Linked DNA regions of Hordeum vulgare: region 2 is linked to region 1. Evidence: chromatin contacts called from public Hi-C data. All regions are on one chromosome and are shown on one strand. Each heading gives the region's core, a stretch centred on a gene start, on an enhancer-like site or on the middle of the called end of the contact. The rest is flanking DNA. Distances are from core to core; before and after follow the strand shown.

What was found. Hi-C and Micro-C count contacts between places; a contact is called where the count stands out from the background.
Region 2: a Hi-C map of seedling shows a contact between it and region 1, with 4 times the contacts expected there. The contact joins the promoter of LOC123400073 here to the promoter of LOC123400068 in region 1. A contact is called at or near these places in 4 of 6 Hi-C or Micro-C datasets (leaf and seedling) and 1 of 1 datasets of contacts at active chromatin or transcription factors (embryo).

Annotation. Positions count from the first base shown.
Region 1 is chr5H:499,524,909-499,530,348 of MorexV3_pseudomolecules_assembly, reverse strand. It overlaps LOC123400068 (two-component response regulator-like PRR95), which reads left to right and starts at 4,161. Exons shown (of 7, transcript XM_045094466.1): 1 at 4,161-4,536; 2 at 5,218-5,379. The coding sequence starts at 4,353.
Region 2 is chr5H:499,756,798-499,761,673 of MorexV3_pseudomolecules_assembly, reverse strand. It overlaps LOC123400073 (pentatricopeptide repeat-containing protein At4g01400, mitochondrial), which reads right to left and starts at 1,851. Exons shown (of 1, transcript XM_045094469.1): 1 at 1-1,851. The coding sequence starts at 1,794. The coding sequence ends at 586.

The sequences.
Region 1 (5,440 bases), core at 2,912-5,411:
TCTTTTTCTTATACTAGTTATTCATGAATTGCTTGTATGACCAATACTATGATTGTCAAACTTCAATAGATTTTTCTTTTAAACCAAATGTGAAACTACTACAAGGCATAAAGCACATTTATAATTTCAGATTTATTGTATTTCATTCATTCCTAATTTACTCTTAAGATATAAGTGAAGCACAAGAGTAATCATCAAACTACTCTCGAAAGATATAAGTGAAGATCAATGAGTAGTCAAACAATTAAGTAGCTATGTGAGGACTCTCTCTCAATAAAGATTTTCACATCTGATATTTATTTCAAAACAAAAACAAAACAAAAGGCACTCCAACAATAGCACATCACATGTGGACAAAGAAAATTTTATGCTCAACGTAGGCTAACTGGTATTTGTTAACGAAGAGTTTTGGGATGCGTGTCATCCCCAAGCTTAGATGCTTGAGACTTCTTGTAATATTTACTTGGGGTGTTTTGGGCATCCCCAAGCTTGAGCTTTTATATCTCGTTCAATCCTCTCATATCCCGGTTTCACCTAAGTCTCAAAAACTTCATCCACACAAAACTTGAAAAGAACTCGAGAGATAAGTTAGTACACATAAAAGTAAATTAACACTTAATGTACTTCCAAGACAAGTTGCATAATAATTTTCAAACATTAGGTAATGTATACTCTTATTTTCACAATTTATATCTACCAATATAAGCCATGAAAACTCTAGAATTAGTAGATAAGAAATCTATGACAGCAATCTGTCCAAACAGAATAGTGTGTAGCAATCTATTTAAACAGTGTACTTATGTAACTTAAAAAAATCTAAAAATTTAGAACATTATAAAAAATTTGTATTACATTACTATGTAAAAATTTCCGAAACTTTCCGCGTACCAGTAAAATCTGATAAGTCAAATACTACAGGCAAAGTTTCTATTTTTGTATAGCACACATCACACATGCAATTTAAGCATTCTAAACGTAATTCGTAAAACTTTTTATTGAAAAATAAGAATATAATAACATTTAACAGAGAACAACAAAATGAAATGATGCTCCAAGCAAAACACATATCATGTGACGAATAAAAATATAGCTCCTAATAAGATATACCGGTAATGTTGGAGACGTAAGAGGGGGTTGCCTTCCGGGGCATCCCCAAGACGGGATGATGAAGATGGCCACACGAGATGATTTCCCCTCTCCGGGAGGGTACTGGAAAGGCTCCAGATTGGTTTTTCATTGATACAGAGAGTTGCGGCGGCAAAGCGGAAGTTATCTCTTTATTTCTAAGGTTTTTGGTATATATATAGGATTTTTTCAGCGTTGGAATCACGCCGAACAGAGCCACGTGGCCCCACAAGCTATCAAGGCATGACCTAGGGGGGTCGCGCCATGTTAGCTTGTGGCCCTCTCGTGGCTCCCCTCCGGTGGTTTTTCTCTCCAATATTGCTTATTTCCTCCAAAAAATATAAAAAAAAGTGTCGGGCGATTCCGCGAACTTTCATTTTCTGCACAGAAACAACACCATGATAATTGTGCTAAAAAAGCATCAGTCCGGGTTAGTTCTGACTAAATCATATAAAGTTCATTAAAACCATATAAAATTATTGTAAACATGGGCAAACATGGCATGAATTCTTCAAATTATCAATACGTTGGAGATGTATCACCCCGCCCCGAGGAGGTGAAGGAGACAATGATGGATCGGATAGCTCCGGCGATGAGCTGATCCAACTCGATCCCTACTGTGTTTTTGACTGCTACTTCCATGAGAAGGATGACAAGGGCAGTCGTGGATGATCTTTTCCATAGCTATCATGAAGGTTAAACATGTCAAAAGTTGGTAATCTGATTGCATGTCCACATGTAGTAGTCGGGCGATGTGTGTAATCATCATATACGTAGTTGAATGAGTTTGTATGGATTTGTGGTATGCTATTTTTGATTGTGTGATGGGCAATTTGAGGTTTGACCAGGTAGTTTCCACGGACGTGTCCGCACGCGTCCGCACACGTTTGAGGGGTCGGATTTGCCAAGTTTGGTTATAGATGCTCTAAGAACATGACAAGTGTGTTAGACCATCTACAGTCGGATTTGACAAATTCAATCCCATATACGTGCGCGGGCACATCTAGGCACGTCCGCAGACAACGCTAGACAACCCCTCATATGGGTTGTCACACATCCACACACCTTAAATACAGAACCTCAAATCCATGCAATCCTTGCGCGTCAATCATATGATACAAATTGTCCGAATTCGACGCTCTGAAAGAAATTAAAACAAATCATAGTTCAACAATCCACACATGGTAAAATGAAAATCAATGTCCGAATGTGACGGATGGCTTGCTAGCTGGCCGGATCACTCGTCGGATGCCATCCATGTCTTCTATTGTGAGGCCATCCTTGTCTCCTGCTCCGAGGCAATCCTTGTGTCATGCTCCGCCTACAACTCCTGCATCCTGCTTGCATGATCCGCCTGCATCGTTGTCGCATGCTCCGCCGCTGCTACAGCCGCCATCACCACCTTGTACTCCCTACGGTGATTGATCTCATTTTCCTTCTTCTCAATCCACTTCTTTGCATGCTCATCCAAGAGGGTTTCATCCGTCAACATGATCTTCGCGTCCTCGGTGTCTCGTGCGAGTTGCGGTGGTTGAACATACCATATGCAAAGTTGAGCATACACGAGTAATTGAACATACCGAGTCTTGTGGTGTCATTATGTCGAACAGGTCGTGGGCAGCCCGAACTCTGCCGGTGCACGTGCTTATTCGCGTTCGAACGAGTTGCGTTGAGTGACACACGTCCGTCGTTGGCATGTCCGTTGGCAGAAAGTAGTTTGGAATGCCCTAGCTGTCCATCAGATCCTTATCTGTCCCAACCTAGTCCGATGATGCAATCCTTGTCGCCACACAAATAAATGTGGTGTGGGGTTCCGCGCAAGGCTGGGGGGCTTGCAATGGCTCCTTCATTCCCCTTCCGCTCACTGCAACGTCACAACCGCTTACCTCTCTCGCTGCCTGCGGCGCCGGTTCCTCCGGGCGATGTTCTCTCGCTTGTAGGACAAAGCCGAGGGCGGTACGCCGACGGATGCGACGGACAGAACCTCTGTCACGATGGTCGGGGTGGGCTTGATGACATCTTGGGCAGCGGATTGGGACTCGCAGTGAGGATGTGGAGCAAGGGTGTGAGACGGCAAGGGCTCGGTCTCAAGAAAGGAAAAATGAAGGCGGAAGGAGGAGGAAGGGTTTGATGAATGTGTGGTAGGATAGGCCTGTCTGGCGGACGCGCAAGCACGCGTCCGGACGTCCCATATCCGTTTTAGATTTATGTTGGATATGAGGAATGCCGTTCAACGTTTAAAACCCGTTTAAGACATTTTTTTAGAAACCGTTTAAGACATTCGTTTGAATTATATTTTTATGACTAGACATCAACCAATCCGGAGACAAGGCGAGCGGTTGTAGATGATTCTACAAATAAACAGGTCGGTGAAGCAGCAAGTACACTTACCACGCGAGTCAAAAAAAAAAAAGTAGTACTAATAGTGCCACTGCGCTGCGGAAGATATTATCGGGGCCCCACCGTGCGGAAACGGCAACCACCCAGCCCCCGCACCGCCGCACCACACCCCCACGAAGCTCAGAACCACACGCTCCCGCGGGCCCCGTCCACGCCCCCGGCCTCTCTCCCCCAGCCGCACGATTTTAAAACCGGATCGAAAGCCACCCATCCGCGGCGCGCGCGCCTCCCGACCCAACACGTGTCTCCCGCGCCAGCCGCGGATCAGGATCCCTCCCCCGCGGCCCACCACGTGCCCCAGCGGGCCCGGCGAAATATCGCCTGATCCGCCCCTCCCCCTCCTCGCCGAACCCATGCGGCCCGCGCGGCGTGGGCAGGGCGCCCGCTGGCCGAACCACTGGCCCAGGCGATGCCACGTCACCGCGGCCGCGATCCCGCGCGGGCTGGCGCACGGCGTGACGTGGCGGCCCCGCCCGCCGGTCCAGCGCGGGCAGATATTTTCTCCCCTCCCGAGGCCCGCGCGCCCATCACGTGCCCTCGTCCCCGCCCACTGGCTCTGCGGGCCCCGGCGGCCCCCGGCCCACCTGTCGGCATCGCGTAGCGTCGGGGCTATATAGCTATGCTCCTCTGCGGCCGCTTAGTTTTAATCGTCTCCATCGCTCGCGAGTCCGCAGCTCCACTGGCATTTCGATCCCCATTTCGAAGCTTCCAATCCAGCGATCCAGCGCGAGAAGAAGGAGGAGAAGCCGTCTCGGTGGTGGCTACTTGATCTGCGAGTCGAGGCGGCCGAGCTCCGGCGAGTAGATAACCAGCCAGAGCCGCCCGGGATGGCGCGCCGCGGCCAAGGACAAGGAGGAGGAGTGGAGGAGAGGGAGGTGGTGGACCAGGACGGGAGGGAGGAGGAGGTGCGGCGGGCGCTGCCGATGATGCCCGTCAGGGTGCTGCTCGCCGAGGGCGACGACTCCACGCGCCACGTCATCTCCGCGCTGCTCCGCAAGTGCGGCTACCACGGTGCGCACCTCGACTACCCTCGCATCAATCCATCCATCCATCTATCGGCAGCCGCAGCTTTTGTTGATTTCCCGGATTGGTAGTTCGATTCGAGTTCCGGTTGGTGCTGTGCGGGCGGATCGGGAGGTAGCTGCCAGTTTTACAGAGTTCAGCTTCGTATCAGTGTTTCGGCATGGTGGCGCGGTAGGTAGGAACAGGAACACAGGATGCTTCCTCTGGTCTGATCCACTTCCCAGCAGCCACACGATAAGTTCGTCAGATATGCTAGTTCTGGTGCCTAGTTCGTCAGATAGTTAGATCCCTTAATTTTTTTTTTCTCTTCAAATATCGCTCCGAAATTTGCTCTGCAGCCACCGACGCCAATACCGTATTATCGCTGGCATGTGTCGATTAGGAAAGGAACACGGTTTGAACGCTTCAATCCACGCCTTTTGGGGCGTCTGGTGTTAAATTGTGCTCAATATTAACTAAACATAATTACTTGTACGGTCACACTTAGTTATGGGTTAACATGATTTTAGCACAGTTAGACATATGTTGAAATTGTACAATTTTCTGCGGACAGAGTATTTTATTTTCCAACAAGTTGGGCCTTTGAATTTGTTCTGCTAGAACTTTCATGACGATTTTAGCAGAGCCTGTAACATTTTCTCAGACTTATGTTTCATATTGTTCTTGCAGTTTCTGCGGCTTCTGATGGTGTCAAGGCCTGGGAATTACTAAAGGAAAAATCGTTCAAAATAGATCTTGTCCTCACTGAAGTTGAACTTCCTTCCATGTCTGGGTTCCTCCTACTCTCCACGATCATGGAACATGACGCCTGCAAGAATATCCCTGTCATAAGTATGTGCCCGAACTATGTCAGTCTCGTTTCAGTTTGCAGTTTCTGCTCCTGCAGCTTAGT
Region 2 (4,876 bases), core at 602-3,101, 230 kb before region 1:
CAGGAGAGAAATCATACCAGAAACATCAAGCTGCAATGAGGCTGCCATTTTGATCTCTAATAAGTAATAACAGCTCCAGTAGCTCCCTGGTTATCAGTTGCCTTGAACGCAGCATCAACATTCAGTTTAGCGGCTGTGGAGCAGGAGGGTGCCATTTAGAGTCCATCTTTTGTTTCTCTTGATCCACGTTGTTTCTATTTGAATGCAGTAGATCTGCAGCAACATCTCAAGCCCACCTACATGGAGAGGTTAACTTCATTGGCACTTCGCCATGGTGGCGACCATTGCATACTATCCAACTGGACCACATTCCACATAATATAGCCCCAGTATCTTCCTTTGAGCAGAACGGCGTATCCAGCAGGTCTCGACACCAGGTACTAGGATGGACTCTTGGCATCTTGATCATCTGCATCTTGATCTTGACTCCAACTGGTTGACAGCCTCTGTTTCCCCAACTATGAGCTCCACGCCTACTTTGCAGTTTGCACACCTTGCAAGGCTGATTGTTCAAATCGTCACCAAAAATGAGGAACTACAAATTGATTGCTTCTTAAATCTCTGCCACCACACCACGCAACATCATCACGAGGTACTCCTGGAGATTGTGTTCGAGCAGCGCCCTCTTCCTTTCATCATTTGCAATAAAATCACCTCAACATAGTCCTCGTCATTACAAACGCTGCTGATCACTGAACTCCATGTCTCAACATGTGGAGGCATCCCGAGATCAAGCATCCGACTCATCATCCTAGCAGCCTCCTCTACCTTGCCCACTGTGCAACACCCCTTGATCACCGAATGGAACACAGAAAAATGTGGTATAATCCCTATAGCCACCATACTTTCCAAGTATGTCTCTGCCTTGTGAAACAACCCACTCACGCACAACCCATTCACAACCGCTGCATACGACGCTGCATTCGGTATGCAGCCACTATCCGTCATATCACCAATCACCTTGCAGGCATCGAGTGGTCGCCCCTCGCGGCACATTCCAACGATGACGGTGTTGTAGTGCACGATGTCAGGAGAGACCCCACGGCCTCGCATGAGGCACAGCAATCGGTAGGCCTCGCGGAGCTTTTTCTTGCGGCAGAGGGCGTTGAGCACAGTGGTGTAGGCCAGAGGGTCGGCAGGGATGCCCCTGTGCAGCATTTCGTCGAGCAGGGTAGCGGCAGTGCGGACCTGGCCGCGGCGGCACAGCGACTGGGTGAGCATGCGGTAGGTGTGGGCGTCGGGCGACACGTGGAGGGAGCGCAGGCGGTGGAAGAGCGAGAGCGAGACGGCGAGGTGGCCGGAGCGGGCGGCGGCCTCGATGAGCAGGTTGTGGGAGGCGAGGACGAGCGGCGCCGGGAGGGGGAGGCGGGAGGACACAAGCCGAAGGAGGTGGAGCGCGGAAGGGAAGTAGGCGGCGGTGGAGGAGAGCTCGGAGAGGAGGCGGAGGAGGAGCTGAGGGTGGAGCGAGAGGGGGCTGGGGCCGGCGACAAAGAGGGTGTTGAAGGTTGAGAGGAAGAGGTGGGGCGGGCGGCGGAGGCGGAGGACGGAGAGGAGCAGCGGGAGGAGGAGGCGCGGGGAGGGCGGGGACGGGAGGCGGCGGAGCAGGGCGAGCGCGTGGGGGAGGTGGTCGCGGCGGCGGGAGAGGCGGAGGAGGAGCGCGTGGAGGGTGGCCGGGTGCGGCGTGGTGGTCGGGGAGGTGACGTTGACGAGCTCGAGCGCCAGGAGCGGGTCCTTCTGCGCGGTCACCAGCTTGTGCAGCCGCGCCGGCGAGATCGCCGGCGGCGACGGGGGCATCGGCGCCGCTACGATGTCGCCGATCTCAACGGGCAGCGTGGGGGCCGCGAGATGGAGCGAAGAACCGGGCCGCTGCGGAAGTCAGTAGCCATATATCAACGTGGGCTTATTTTCGAATCGAGAAATTAGTCCAGTGACGACGATGTTGGAGCATTTTTGTTTAGCTTAGTGGGTTTAGCCATGGCCCGTACGAGATGTCTCTCAAACCCAATGATGGCCCATATCTCGTAAGCGGGTCGGATATAAATCGGATAATGCCTTCCCGCTGTTTCCAATCCATGTGCAACGAGAAAATCCCAGTTTCGATGAACCACGGTTGCCCTGTTGAGTAGCTGTGCGGTGACACAACAGTCGCTGATGACAGAAAAGGATGTGACGGATTTACACCAAGCCATCGAGCAATTAAAAGTAGTATACTCTTACAGGACATTACTTCTTGTTATAAACTTTGCAAACATCAAATCTTGTACACATAATCATGCTTGCAAAAACGAAAAATCATTACACATAATCATGCTTGCAAAAACGAAAAATCATTACACATAATCATGCTTGCAAAAACGAAAAATCATTACACAGAATCATGCTTGCAAAAACGAAAAATCATTACACATAATCATGCTTGCAAAAACGAAAAATCATTACACATAATCATGCTTGCAAAAACGAAAAATCATTACACAGAATCTGCATTACCTTTGTACCTTGTCAGAAGTTTCTGTTTCTTTTTCTCTTTTGCCTTTTTTCTGCTTCCGTTTCATTTCTTGTTTTTTATTTTTCAAACTTTTTACTTAAAAAAGTTTTAAGTTCGAAATTTTAAAAAATGTTTCCTTTTCCAAAACTTGGTTCATAAGTTACAAATGTGTTTTTCATTTCAAATATTGATAAGAATTTACAAAAAATATGTTTTCAAATTTATTTGATATTTCAAAAAGTGCTCCCATTTTCTAAAATTGTTCATAAACTAAAATATATTTCAGACACTTTGAAAAAGGTTCATACTTTCAAGTTTTGCGGAATATCAAAAAATAATTTTCTTTTAAAATATATATATGCTCATTATATAATCTAGGGAACAGTAACACGAAGATGACCGGGGGTTTTCCTTCTTTTAAAAAAGCAACACGAAGATATTTTCTGAATCTAGAACTTTAATGCATGCCAACAGCTGAACCTCAGCCGACGGTTATGCTCTAAAAAATATCTTTCTTCCGCGGAAGAAAAAAATGCACTACTCATGTTATTACACTTGAAAAAGAAATATACTTGCTTCATTCACAAGTTCCAAAATAATGCAGCTCCCAGAGACACCTTCAGAAATTTATATTCCAGACCTAGAGCTAGCGTTACCCTGGATCAACCGTGCTGTTCCTGCTTGCATGAGAGAATGCTTGGAAAGATGAGAGGTGGATTGTAGCAACCGAGGCTTCAAACGTAAACTGATGGTGTACATGAATACAGGTACGCCATTTAACCGTGCGCGTGCACGGCATCAGGACGATTGCACCACATCAGCCGAGTCGGAGTCGGTGACAAACCACACACACACAGGAGCGACGCTGACACCGACACCGACAGTGCAGCAACCAACGACCACCTATCGTGAAAAGTGAAAACATATACTCTACCGGCCGGTTATCTAATCCAGGGAACAGTAACTCCAGGATATTTTCTGAACCAGCTGCAACTGCTTCCATGCCAACAGCTGAACTTGAACCGAAGGCAATATCTTCCGTTTTTTCTAAGACAAAAGATCTTCCTTTTAGCGGAACAAAAATGTACCGTCATACTCACACCAAAATTCTCCTTACTACTCGTAATCACAGTTCGAGAAACCAGCAAAAGTTTATATCCACGACATGGCATCGAAAGGGCTCTGCTGAAGAAGATATATGAACACACCAGACATGCACGGCCTATAACTGTACATGAACAACATCACGAAACTTCACGAAGATTGCACTAGATCAACCGAGTCGGTGACGGTAGCTGGGCGCTGGCTAGCTTGCCAAGTTGCCAAGCAGGCCCAAAGAGATTCAAGACCGACACCGACGGTGCAACAAACAACGGCCACCCCAGCGCGAAAACCATTGGCTGGCCGGCCCTGGGTTTGTTCCAGAAGCCACCAAGTTCAGCAGGCCGGATTTTTTATATATAAACATCTAATCGGATGGCTGGAACAGTGTACAGTGTACCTGAAACCCACGAAGATATTTAATTACCAGACCATCCGAGATATTTTCTCAACCCAGACAAGTTGCTTGCCAAGTTGCCAACAGCTCTGCTCAAGCCGAGAACTGCGCGACCGACAGAGATATTTTCCATTGATAGTTGTTGGCTCGATCGATCTCGCTGCAAGTTGCTCCTCGCCGGAGAAAAACCTGCGCTGGCTCCCCTCTAAACAGTAGTATCCTAATCTTCTCGCCCGCGGGGCTGGCTGGCGCCATCGCTGGCCTCTCGTTCCGTTCGGCCACTTGGTTATAAATTCTCCTTCCTCCGCGAAGAATGTTCGATCCATATCCGCACGACCCGGCACGGCACAGCCCCGGAGTTTATGTCAAAAGGAGGAAGGAGTTCACACACACGCGGCGGAGACGGCGACGGGCCGTGCGATCCCGGCCGCGGACCGGACGCATGCATGTGGCGGCCTGGCTTGCTTGGATAGAAAAAGGAGAGACGTGATAAAGATTCGGCAGCGCCGATCGGGCTGGAAAAGATCTCGCGCCTAAATATCTGTGGCCGGCCACGTAGACGTAGGTGGAGCCGTGGTGGCCGCAGCCTCTGCTGACCAGCGGGCAGGCGCACGGCGAGCCTGACCATGGGGCAAAAGTGAAATGACCCTTAGGCCTCATTTGGCACCAGAGGTTTGGACGGGGTTTGAGTGGATTTTCCACGCGTGGCCCAAAACCCGTTACAATCCTCTTTGAACCATTTGGTACAGGAGGTTTCACTGGCCCAATCCACCCGACCCCCCTTCGATTTGCTTCAATCCACGCGGTTCAGAAAGCACGAGGAGGCCTTCGTGGAACTGGAGCCACACAATCTTCTCCCTGCACCGCCGCCGACCCATCGCCTCCTCGCG